4 separate regions of the Sus scrofa genome follow, and regions 1, 2 and 3 are each linked to region 4. Evidence: chromatin contacts called from public Hi-C and HiChIP or PLAC-seq data. All regions are on one chromosome and are shown on one strand. The core of a region is the stretch at or near the end of the contact, and the rest is flanking DNA. Distances in the headings are between cores, read along the strand shown.

The links. A called contact is a pair of places that touch in the nucleus more often than the background predicts. HiChIP or PLAC-seq counts read pairs in DNA pulled down with a chosen protein or histone mark.
Region 1: a contact with region 4 is called in an H3K27ac HiChIP or PLAC-seq map of skeletal muscle. The contact joins the promoter of ANAPC15 here to the promoter of LOC100523131 in region 4. A contact is called at or near these places in 1 of 47 Hi-C or Micro-C datasets (heart right ventricle) and 2 of 2 datasets of contacts at active chromatin or transcription factors (alveolar macrophages and skeletal muscle).
Region 2: a contact with region 4 is called in a Hi-C map of embryonic fibroblasts, with 1.8 times the contacts expected there. The contact joins the promoter of LRRC51 here to the promoter of LOC100523131 in region 4. A contact is called at or near these places in 3 of 47 Hi-C or Micro-C datasets (embryonic fibroblasts, heart right ventricle and liver) and 2 of 2 datasets of contacts at active chromatin or transcription factors (alveolar macrophages and skeletal muscle).
Region 3: a contact with region 4 is called in a Hi-C map of heart right ventricle, with 4 times the contacts expected there. The contact joins the promoter of NUP98 here to the promoter of LOC100523131 in region 4. A contact is called at or near these places in 1 of 5 promoter capture datasets (fetal liver), 5 of 47 Hi-C or Micro-C datasets (fetal heart ventricle, heart right ventricle, liver and 1 more) and 1 of 2 datasets of contacts at active chromatin or transcription factors (alveolar macrophages).

What each region holds. Positions count from the first base shown.
Region 1 is chr9:6,688,501-6,691,200 of Sscrofa11.1, reverse strand. It overlaps ANAPC15 (anaphase-promoting complex subunit 15), which reads left to right and starts at 1,288. Exons shown (of 5, transcript XM_013999278.2): 1 at 1,288-1,994. The coding sequence starts at 1,902.
Region 2 is chr9:6,661,738-6,664,437 of Sscrofa11.1, reverse strand. LRRC51 (leucine-rich repeat-containing protein 51) reads right to left here and starts at 1,316. Exons shown (of 6, transcript NM_001282115.1): 1 at 1,216-1,316. NUMA1 (nuclear mitotic apparatus protein 1) reads left to right here and starts at 1,472. Exons shown (of 26, transcript XM_005653665.3): 1 at 1,472-1,648. LOC102158722 (a long non-coding RNA gene) reads left to right here. Exons shown (of 4, transcript XR_297536.2): 4 at 68-715.
Region 3 is chr9:6,318,247-6,320,946 of Sscrofa11.1, reverse strand. It overlaps NUP98 (nuclear pore complex protein Nup98-Nup96), which reads right to left and starts at 1,331. Exons shown (of 34, transcript XM_021062427.1): 1 at 1,155-1,331. PGAP2 (post-GPI attachment to proteins factor 2) reads left to right here and starts at 1,648. Exons shown (of 7, transcript XM_021062450.1): 1 at 1,648-1,749.
Region 4 is chr9:6,487,317-6,490,016 of Sscrofa11.1, reverse strand. It overlaps LOC100523131 (short transient receptor potential channel 2-like), which reads left to right and starts at 1,310. Exons shown (of 25, transcript XM_021062471.1): 1 at 1,310-1,883. It overlaps RNF121 (RING finger protein 121), which reads right to left and starts at 1,261. Exons shown (of 9, transcript XM_003129616.4): 1 at 1,135-1,261. The coding sequence starts at 1,197.

The DNA of each region.
Region 1 (2,700 bases), core at 39-2,538, 200 kb before region 4:
TATCAGAACAGTGCCCCTCTTTTTTTCTTCCAATCTTTTACTCAAAGTCACCTTCCCAGTAAGGTCTTCCTTGGCCCCCCCCAAAATAAAATAAAACATCTTTCCTGCCAATATTTTATTCCCACTTCCCTGATTCTTTTCCTCCTTAGTATTTACTGCCGTCTTAAAACTATATATTTTAATTTCCTGTCTTCTCTCTCTCTCATTGAAATGGAAGTACTGTGAGGAGTTTTTTGGTTTGTTTTGTTCACTATTGTGTACACTTTATTAGAGTAGCGGCAGGCATACAGTAAGGTATTCAGCAGGTATGGGTTGAATGAATGAAATGAATGAATGAAATTGTGGACACTTGCAACAGGCAAGTTTTACTCTTAATGAAAAAGCTGTAACAACCAGAGCTGCTCAGCAACAGTGACAGCTGACATGCACAGTACACTACCTCTTAACACGTGTTATCTCAAATCTTCACATTAGTCTGAAGGCTGGGCAGAGATGATGACGCTGGTTGAAGAGGAAACTGAGTCCTGATAAGGCGACAGAGCTTATGAAGGGTCACCCAGCAGGTTGGGGGAAGAGTGGAACTGTGGAACTGGAAAGACTCTGGGAGTTCCCGTCGTGGCGCAGCGGAAACGAATCCGACTAGGAACCATAAGGTTGCGGGTTTGATCCCTGACCTCGCTCAGTGGGTTAAGGATCTGGCGTTGCCATGAACTGTAGTGTAGGTCGCAGAAGCGGCTTGGATCTGGCGTTACTGTGGCTCTGGCGTAGGCCGGTGGCTACAGCTCCGATTAGACCCCTAGCCTGGGAAGCTCCATATGCCGTGGGTGTGGCCCTAAAAAGACAAAAGGCAAAAAAAAAAAAGAGACAGAGTCTTGGGGGTGATGGAATTTAACAAGGGTTAGATTTGAAGGACTTTGCTGCTTGAAGGCATCAGCAGGTCTGAAGGGCATGCTCACTGGGAAGCTGAGTCAGAAGTCTCTACAGAACAGAAGGTGGGAGTGATGTGCCAGGGCTGACCACTAAACATATTTGGCCCAGGCCTGGAGAGGGCAGCTGAATGTCTCAGTAGCAGAATGCTGACCCTAAGATTGAGTAATCACTCAGTCCCTTACAAAATCTCCAATGCAGAACTGGACAGGCAATCTTTTGTTTTTGCTTTTTAGGGCCACTGATGCAGAGCAAAGTTCCCAGGCTAGGGGTAAGATGGGAGCTACCAATGCCAGCCTACAGCACAGCCACAGCAATGCAGGATCCCAGCTCACCACAGCTCACAGTAACACCAGATCCTTCACCCACTGAGCGAGGGCAGGGATCCAACGCGAATCCTCATGGATACTAGCTGGGTTCACTTCCACTGAGCCATAATGGGAACTCCTTGGACAGGCAATCTTAAGGGAATGGTGAGTCCACTACAGGGCTGCAGACTACAGACTAACTGCAGAGGTCTTTGAGGGAAGAGACCATGTTCCTAGATTTATCTCCAGCTTCCAGGAGGGCCTGGAATATTGAATATAATAGGGACTCAAGTATTTCTGGTGAAGGCATACGTGTATGAATGTATGCGCCCAACAGGAAACTGAGGGCGAGAGCAGCTAGACAGGTGGGGGATAAAACCACTTAGCGACTCCGGGGTAGAAGCGGACTAAATTTCTTGGGACGCAGCCGGAAAATGTGCCATTCCTAACGCTGGAGGCCGCCAGCTGTTTTTCATGAAGTTTTGCATTGCAAATACCGCCTGAAGCCAGACGGGGCGGGGCCGAGACGAAGAAGCCGATTGGCTGAGGCTGAAGGCGGGGCCATGCAGCGGCTCGCCAAAGGTCGGCCCAACACGTGACTAACGTGTGAGCGTCACTTCCCGTCTGGTGGGCGGGAGAGAGAAAACAAAAGAAGACCAAAGACGCATGCGTGCGGTGTGTCCCGAGTTCTGGCGGGTTCTTCCGCTCTGGCAAAGAGAAGTGCTTCCGGGTTGCCGCCGGCTGCCGCCTCCCGGCGCGGTAAGTACAGAAGGAAGGCTGCGGCTGCTGTCTCCTTACCCCTTCTTTCCTCCCTCCTCCAGAGAAACTCTGTTCACCGCACCCACCTCCTCAGGAGCTCGCTGTTCACACTCCCGTTAACATTAAAGAGCTCCAGCTCATTGGCCGCTTTCTCGCGGTTAAGCCCCACCCCGTCACACCGATCCGCCACTCATTGGTGTCACTTCCTGTCACTCAACAGTTCTTCCAGGTCACGGGGTTTCTTCAATTTAGTGATTAACCCTATAGGTGCAAATACCTGGTCGAATCCCGCCCCTGTCTTCTCCCTGTTGGTCAACTCCGCGGTTATTATCATAACAAACAAAGAATGGCTGGTAGTTTGGCGGCGAGGGTTTGGGTTTAAGGAGCCGAGCTCTCTGGCCCTTTGGTACCTGAGGAACGGGAGCGTGGGTTCCGTGGGCCGTGTTAAAGGGGCCGGGCAGCCGAGGTCCACGGAGGGGCAGCGGCTGGCCCCGGATCAGTCAAATAACTTAGGGCAAAAGCAGAATTAGACGTAGGTCCTTTTCTCCTGGTCATGTCTAGTGTCCGGCCTGGATCTCCCCAAAAAGTTCTATGCCCCAAATCACTGGGACCTAAAGCTGGTTGTTGGCCTGTCACTGGGCCTAAGTTTTCCTGTGAGCTGAAAGGTTCTAATTCAGATTCTCTGGGACCTTCCTGGTCAGCCCTC
Region 2 (2,700 bases), core at 67-2,566, 170 kb before region 4:
AGCCCAGCCTGGTCCTCATCTCTGAGCTCCCAATCTGTATAACCAATTGCCTCTTCACCACTTCCAGGCTATCTCCAAGACAGGCGCCTGCAACACGTCTGCAGGTGAACTCATACTCTCTGGGTACTCCTGGATCTCTTCCGGTGTTCTCCCCTCTCCCCACCATTACGGAGGTCAGAAAACCAAGAGTTACCTTGAATACCCCTTCCATTTCCCATCCAGAATAAATACCTGTCAGCTTTGCTTCCTAAATGTCTTTTCTCTAGTCCGAGCTACCATCACTTCCTTTCTGCCTTCCCTCCCAGCCATTTTGCCTACTGCAACCAGAGTAATCCTGCAAAATGCAAATCTGATATTGTTCACTCCCCCCCACGACAGCCCATTTAAAAACTGTCCCTGGGACAGTTTAATCTACTACTTTGAACACATTCTTAAACTAGAGAGGCTGTAAGCTCAAGCTAGAGACTTAGCTGGAAGTTGGCAAACAGGGATCTAGTCCTAGCTGTCACTGACTTGGTGCGTGGCCTCTGTCACTACTTCTCACTAGGTTGGTTTTCCAGTCTGTGATATGGGATAAATATTCTTGGATTCACAAAGTTCAAAAGAAAGAGGCTGTGAAAGCACTAGGTAAGTTACTAGATGTAACGGATCTGTCATGAAGTCTGGAAAAGGAATGAAGCTCTAATTGCAGACCTTGGGGAGACGGACAACAGAGGAGGTGCAGGGAGAAGAGGTAAAGACAGGACCCCTCCTAAGTATGTGTGGAAGATCCTGCTGACTCTCTGAAAAGGAGGCTCTACTCTGGGTCTTCCTGCCTGGAAGGAAAGGGGCCGTTCAAGCCCCAGAAATTTTCCTACATCCCCAGAATTAGAGACTTTTGATTTGCTCTAATCCCACTCCCATGTCTTGCAGAGGGTCTTCTGTTGATCAGAGGAAAACCAACCCTATATCTGAAGAAGTTTCAGATCTTCCAGAATGTGTCAGGGACTTGAGACAGTAGTATTAGGGGGTCCTATTCTGTGATGATGGCGATCTTAAGCACCCCCACATCTGTATGGGTATTTATCTCCGCCTTCCCCCCCCCCCCCACGAGCCCGTCTATCCCATATGGGTTTGTGCCTTGTCGTTGTGAAAAGGGTTAAGACGGGGTTGTCTCAGATCCCCGAGGAGAGAAGTTCTTAGTTTTTCCTGCGTGCCCCTCCCCGCTCAACTCACCCGCAAGTGCTTCCCCGCCAGCCTCAGCGTCCTACTATCGCAGCGTTACTCGGCGCAACTCCATGGTAACCACCTTCGCCTACAAGTCCCGGCTGGCGCGGTAGGCGCTACCGCGATACCTTCCGCGAGCTGCAGTTCGTGGCGGGTGGGGGCGCCAAGGCCGCGGGTGGTGCTGGGACTTGTAGTTGCTTTTGCCCTCAAGCCGCGGGCCGGGCTCCGGAAGTTGTGGCACCCTTTCTCCCTTCCCACTTCCTTTTCGCGGGTCCTCCAGCGTGCCCTGGGCGTGCGACGCCAGCCGACACGGACCAATCGCAGGGCGGCGCGAGGGGGCGGGGCCATAGTTTAAACTAATTGTGCGCTCGCCTCGCTGGCGCGAGCCCGTGGCGAAGGCGATCCCGGGTAGGCGAGAGGCGGAGCGGGAGCGCGCGGCCAGGTAAGCGGCGCGGGCCCGCTGCTGGTGTGCGGCCTGGGCGCCCGCAGGGAAGCCGGGGCCTAAAGGGGGTGCTGAGAGACGGGTGCGAACGGAAGGCCTCGTTCCTCACCGAGGCTGAGTGGGGAGAGTCTGTCGCGGGTAAGGGTTGTGAGGAGAGGGCCTTGTCCGAGGGGAGGCGGCGGACGTGCTTCGGGGGAGGGCCTGCTCGGGGGCGTGTCCGTGGCATCGAGTCTGCGGGCGACGGGGTGCGGGTGGTGCAGCTTCCTCAAAGCCTGTGGCCGCGGCTTCCTGTAGTAATGGTCCTCGCCCGTTACTGCTAACAATAGCGGTAGTACTACTAGTAAACAGTTCCCGAGCACCGACGACGTTTCAGAGGCTGTGCCACGCCCGTTATGTGGATCCTCTTTTAAACAGTCCCGCAGCTTTGTCACACTTTACTACAGCGGGGCCCTTCTGAGGTTTATGTTCGGCTTGGCCGGGGTTGTATAACCAGTGCGTGGTTGGCTCCACTGGCGTCTTTGTGGGTGGGGCCTGAGTGGGAAGGAGGTGCTTTATTGGCAGTGAGGGTTGTCTCGGACGAGTCAATTTATTGTGAGCCTCACTTTTTCACGTGTGGTGTAAACAACGAGTTTACGTGCCCTTACCTACTTTCCTGGGGTTGTTGGACGGGGGGTGGGGGGTGTGCGGGTCAAATTAGGTAAAGTGTTTCTTTGAAGCGTCTCGGAGAGTACACATTCATGACCATAAGTGATGTGACCGTGTGAAGGTTATTGGTGCAAGAGAGCTCCTCTGGGTGGATGCTGCCCCTTCTGGGCCCCCTCTTTTGCTCACCCCTAAGGTAGCGTTTTTCATCTGGTGTTCGGAGTGTCTGCGCATTTGTCTGCCCTACTAGATAGAGACGGAATATTTTGCCCCTGTATCCTGATGCCTGTGCAGAGTGTGAAATGTATTGTGGCCATTAGTTAACATATGCTTTGAAATGAATGAGCTTTTTTGGGCTGAAAGGGGATAGGAACCTGGCTTTCCCATCTTTATTTAGTGGCTTTTGCATC
Region 3 (2,700 bases), core at 82-2,581, 170 kb after region 4:
GGATTCGTTAACCACTGAGGCACGACGGGAACTCCATAACAAGTGGCCGCACCTGCGGCATACTCTAGGTCCTGAGCTAGAGGTGGAGCCACAGCCACTGTAGAAGCAACGCTGAGTAGTTATGTTGTGAGCCACAGGGGAAGTCCTTTATTTTTATTTTTGTCATCACTGACATTCTTTAACCAACTTTTTTTCCCCTGCATCTGCGACATGCAGAAGTCCCTGGGCCAGGGATCCAACCCCACAGCAGCATCCTCTGGAGCCACAGCAGTAATAATGCCGGATCCTTCAGCATGTGCCTTACCATGAACAGAGCTGGTAGCAACTCCATCAGAAACGCTACTGAAGACTATGTCTGCTTCTAACTACCCAGGGTCCCCACCTTAACCCCCTCCACCATTCCAAAGGGAGTCCTCAGTACTGGTAGGCTAGAACCCAGGAAGGGTGGTGCAGGAGAAAAATTTCTAGACTGAGTCAGACCTGATAATTGGTTAACTCTGTTTCTTCTCTGAGCCTCAGTTTCTCCACCTAAAAAACTTGCACGTGACTTACGGTAAGGGGATTGGCTTAATTTCTAATGTCCTTATGTCCATAGTAATCCAGACACCTCAGATGTCTCCTCGTCAAGCTTCACAGGGAACACGTGGGAGAACAGAAAATAAGCTTTCACACCATTAAGCCGACCTTAGTTCTCATTGTTTGAAAAAGCTAGAAACTCCCGACCCACTCACCCTCCCCTAGAGCTGCAAATTTCCCCTCGGAGGAACCAAGGCAAATAAAGTCCATCCCTCGCGAGGGTCAGGGAAGTGCTGGGGGAGCCGTATTCAGCGTTTCAGGGCGCTGCCCTCCCAAAGGGCCGGCCCACCTAAACACCGCCGGGCCAATGAATGAGTACAACCAACTGCAGGTTCGTCCCCTCCACGCAGGCTGCAGCGCGGGACCCCTGGGCCCAGACCCCACCGACAGCGACTCCCTCCCGGAGCCCCGAGCGCGGACCTCGGGGCCCCGCCCCCTCCCTCGGGGCCGAAGGTGCGCGCAGGGGCGCGAGACTTCAGCGCAGCGAGGGCCTGGGACGCCCCGCGCACCGGCCCGCCCTGAGGGGAGGAGGAGCCTGCGGGTCCCGGCCACCACCGCCACCCCGGCTCCCGACTTACCGCGGTGCTGTGGGGGAGGGGAAGTGTCAGGAGTGAGGGCCTAGGCCCGTCCGCCACCCGCCGCTCCGAGAGCAGCGCGCGGCCGCCACGAAACCGTCGCCGCCTCCGCCGCCACCACCGACACCGACCGCCGCTCGGGGCGCAGCGCGCAGAGGGCCCGACTGCGTCACACGCCGCCCGCCGTCAGAGGCTCGCTGCGACCGCTCCGCCCCCGCTGTCTTCCCATTGGTAGATGCCGCCGCCACTCTAGGGCCTCCCTGTTACTCATTGGACCACGGGCCTTTTGAAACCGAACGTGAGGGCTGTCTTCGGGAAACTGGGAGAGGGGGAAGAGGAGGGACACAGGAACTAGGGGGAGGAAAGGGGAGGGGCGGTGGGAGGGACCCAGAGTCCCGCCCCTCGTCGCTGTGGTTGGCTGGGAGCGAGTCGTGACGTCACACAGGGCTCCTCGAAGTGGGCTGGTGAGTGGCTACATCGGGCGGGGTTGGGAGAAGAGTGATGACGTTATACCAAGGCTCCGCCCCCTCCTTTGGAGCAGAGAGACTCCGGCGGCTGAGGCTGGGGCCAATCAGAGTGAAGACTCCAGGATGGCATGGTAACTATTCTACCCTTTCCCTGCCCCAGTCAGCCGGAGGTGATGGGAAAGCACCCCAGTCGTCCTGCCCTCATTTCCTGGCCAGACCACGTGCGCAGATGGAGGGCTCTCCTAGGAGGTCTGTCGCGCGTAGTTCACCTGCAGCTGCTCCGAGGCCCCGAAACCGGGCCTCCTTGTCTGCTGACCCATGCTAACCCCAACACTACCGTCCCCTCCTTGTTTCCCTAGAATAGACGTTAGCATTAGAGATGCCATAGGGCATGGCTCAACTTAAGGTTTGGTACAAAGAACAGTTCTGGTACTTGTTTCCCACCTGCACTTTAGGAAGCTCTACTTATTCATAAAGTCCTGGTTGAAATGTTCCCACCTTCTCTGGGATACATTTGCCTATCTCTCCCAGTGAGTTGGGGGTAACGCTTGGGCAGGCCTCTGTTACAGCCTTGTTACTTTGTATTCTGTTATTTACTTTCCTATCTTTTGTGCAGGGCTCTTGAAGGTCAGTTTTATTTTCACACTGGTGTTCCTTTCCTCCAGGGCCTAACTTGCAGCAGAAGCCTGCAAGAGGGTGGGTAGAGTCTGTTCTAGAAAGTAGATCTAGTGACTAAGGGTCCCACATAAAATAGCCGAGACTGTGCTCAGAAAGCAAAACCTTGAGATTTACCACGCGGCCACCCCCTTCTGGGACATTAATAGATTGAAATAGGCGCTGCCCAAAACATACATAAATCACTCTGTGTTTTCAGTGGTGGCAAGGGATTAGTCAAAAAGTGGCGTGGTCCTAAAGATAAAATAATGGGTAAGAGAAACGAAATAAATGTTCAGTAGATGCTTGAGGGGACAGAGAAAGAAATCTATGGATGGTCAAATAGTAAAGCTGAACCTCTGACTCCAGACACCTTCCCCCAACTCCTCCAGCTCCTCCATTCAAACCTCAGTCCCTACCCTCCACCC
Region 4 (2,700 bases), core at 61-2,560:
TGATCCCTCAAAGCTCCCACTGGCTCCACGCCCCACAATCAATCCCCTTCTCCTCCTCCTCCTGCCTCTGTCCGTACGCTGTCTTGTGCAAGACCACAAGCACCCCTAGCCAGGAATGCTCCTTTGGCCTCGCAATCTTCTCCCTCTCCTTTCTCCACTTCCCTCTCTGCTTCTCAGCGCTGTCCCTTCATTCCCTTCAAACCAACGTCTCCTTCCTCCCAGGGGTTTCCTTCAAGGACCACTGGTAATTAACCACACCAGTTGTTAAATGTCTGCTATGTAGGAAAAGGGGACACAGACCCTCAGGAGCTCACGCTGGAAGCAGGCGTAAGTCTACAGGAGAAAGAGAGAGCCAGAGAATCACTTATCCCTTAAGCTCCTCTCCCCTGGGAAGCGGTTCCTGGCCCCAAGTGAACTGGTCCCCTCTTCTCAGTGCCAACAGTACACCTCTGATGCAATGACGACTAGTGTGTGTCTCTCACCTTCGGACTGTGGACTCTCCAATGGGAGGTCCCTCGTGTCCGTAGCACTCAGCCCAGGACTCGGCACAAAGATGATACTTAATGTTTGTTAAGTGAGTGAATGAATGAATTCCGCGCTATAATCGTTTACTCATCCATTCGTGGACCAAAACTTTACTGTGCCCACATTGTGTACAAAGTTCTAGAACACAGAGAGCTCTTACATAAAAATAACTCCAAGCTACAGTCCTAGTGGATCCGCACTCTTCCCGGGGCGCGTCCCCACCCCCGACTCCAAACCTCTCGCCCAAGAAGACTCCACTTCCTCGAAGTCCACGCCCCTCCAACTCAAACCACCTGGCAGCCCTTTTGCCGCCCCAGGACCCCCAGCTAGTAACCTCGATTCTTAACACCCCCACCTCTCCGACTCCTCTCCCCGCTCTCCATCGCTACCCCTGTACCGCAAGCCTTCCACCTCATGACCGCCTCCGAGCCCCTGAGTCCAGGAGTCGAGGGTACCTCAGATTTCCCTCTCCGCGCACCCGCTCTCCAGTCGGCTCCTTTCCTCTCAGGATCCCAGCTCTCCTAGGACCCCTCACTCCCGATGCCGCCTCTCCCCTCCCTTAACTTTCGGGTTGAGTCTCTCCTCTTCTTGACTCTCAACTCTTCTTACCTCGTCCAGCTCCCGTTCCCCGGCAGCACCTGCTCCAACATCCACCTCCACCACTGCCGCCATCTTCAGAGCTCTCCCCTCCCCCCAGGCCCCGCGCGAGCCAGCTGCTTCCGCCGCTCAAGTGCTCTCAGCCAATCGGCGGCGCGGGCTCTGGCAGAGGGGGCGGGGCACCAAGAGAGGCGGAGACCTGACGAGAACTAAGAGACCGTCTACCTGCTACCCATTTAAAGGTCAAGAAGGATTGGAGCCCGTGCTCGTCTGGCTTCGGCGGGCGACGTTTCTTGCAAAATGAGAAATTGGGCTTGTACTATTTTCGGGGAAAATATTTCACCAATTTTCCCCTTTGGAGAGCCAAAGAAAAGGGTCCCTAAACCGTCCACTTTTGCGACGCTCCCTCACTCTGGGCCGCAGGACTGAAGCGTGGAGACTAAGGACTACGTTTCCCAGAATGCCTGGAAGCTAACCCGGAAGTTTAAATTTTGCTCTCTAGACAGGAGATTTGTAGTGAAATATACATAAACCACACGGATGTATTTTACTGGCTGTAGCATATGCCTCCTCCCCTCGGCGGGACTCGTTTTCCAGAAACTGCGGCTTCTTGAGGCCCCAGAACGAATTTCCGGGCGCAAGAGGTGGAAGAGTGGTGCTGGGGGTCAGGAGGCGGAGGTCAGAGGACAAAATTGGCGGGAGAATGGCTTCGTGGTCCACGATCTGAAGCAGCTGCGGCTCTTCGAGGTCCATTATCCCGGGTGAGGGGCGTTGGAGGTTGTTGATGGGAAGGGGAGTGGACGAAAGGGAGGGAGTGGGCAAAACAGCGGGTTCCGAGGAGTCTGGGAGGTAGCCGCGTGGCTTAGGCTTCTGAAAGCTGAGCACCGAAGAGCCTTGCGGGAACCTCCACAGCCCCCCAACTGCTTCTTAGGCTCTCACGCCCCGGGATCCACTTCACACACGTCTCCGTACTCTTTCCTACGCCCACAGTCTGCGTCCCCAGCTACTGTCTATTCTCTATGCTGCACTCCAGCTTCCTAACTCATTTCCAACACCCTGTTATTTGTGCATGGGAAACCAATACCTCGCAAGCCTGTGGTCCCTGCTCACACGCTCCCAGGACGCCCACGGATAGGGCCAGGATGTCGTGTGGGCTCACAGAGTATTAGGACAATCAACTTTATCTGGGACCAACGGGAAGTTACAGAGTACTGTTTACACCGCGTACAGGCATCTCATCTATTTTAAATGGGAATTACACTTACGTGAAACTTAATACAGAGACTGTTAGTAACACTGTATACTCATCACCCCAAATTGACAACCGACATCACGATCTGTATCCTCTTTTTTTTTTTTAATGATACAATGAGAGAGAAAATTTGAACTTACCTGTGTCTTCTACTGTCAGACTCATTACCCTTTTTTCCTCCCCAGAAGCAACTACTATAATTAGCTGTGTATTTTCCTCACCTGTTGAAAACAATCATGTGTACTTACCGGCAGTATTTTTATCATTTTCTTTTTCAACGAACATAAGTGCTGTTTTTCTACGTATCATTCTATAACTTATTCTTT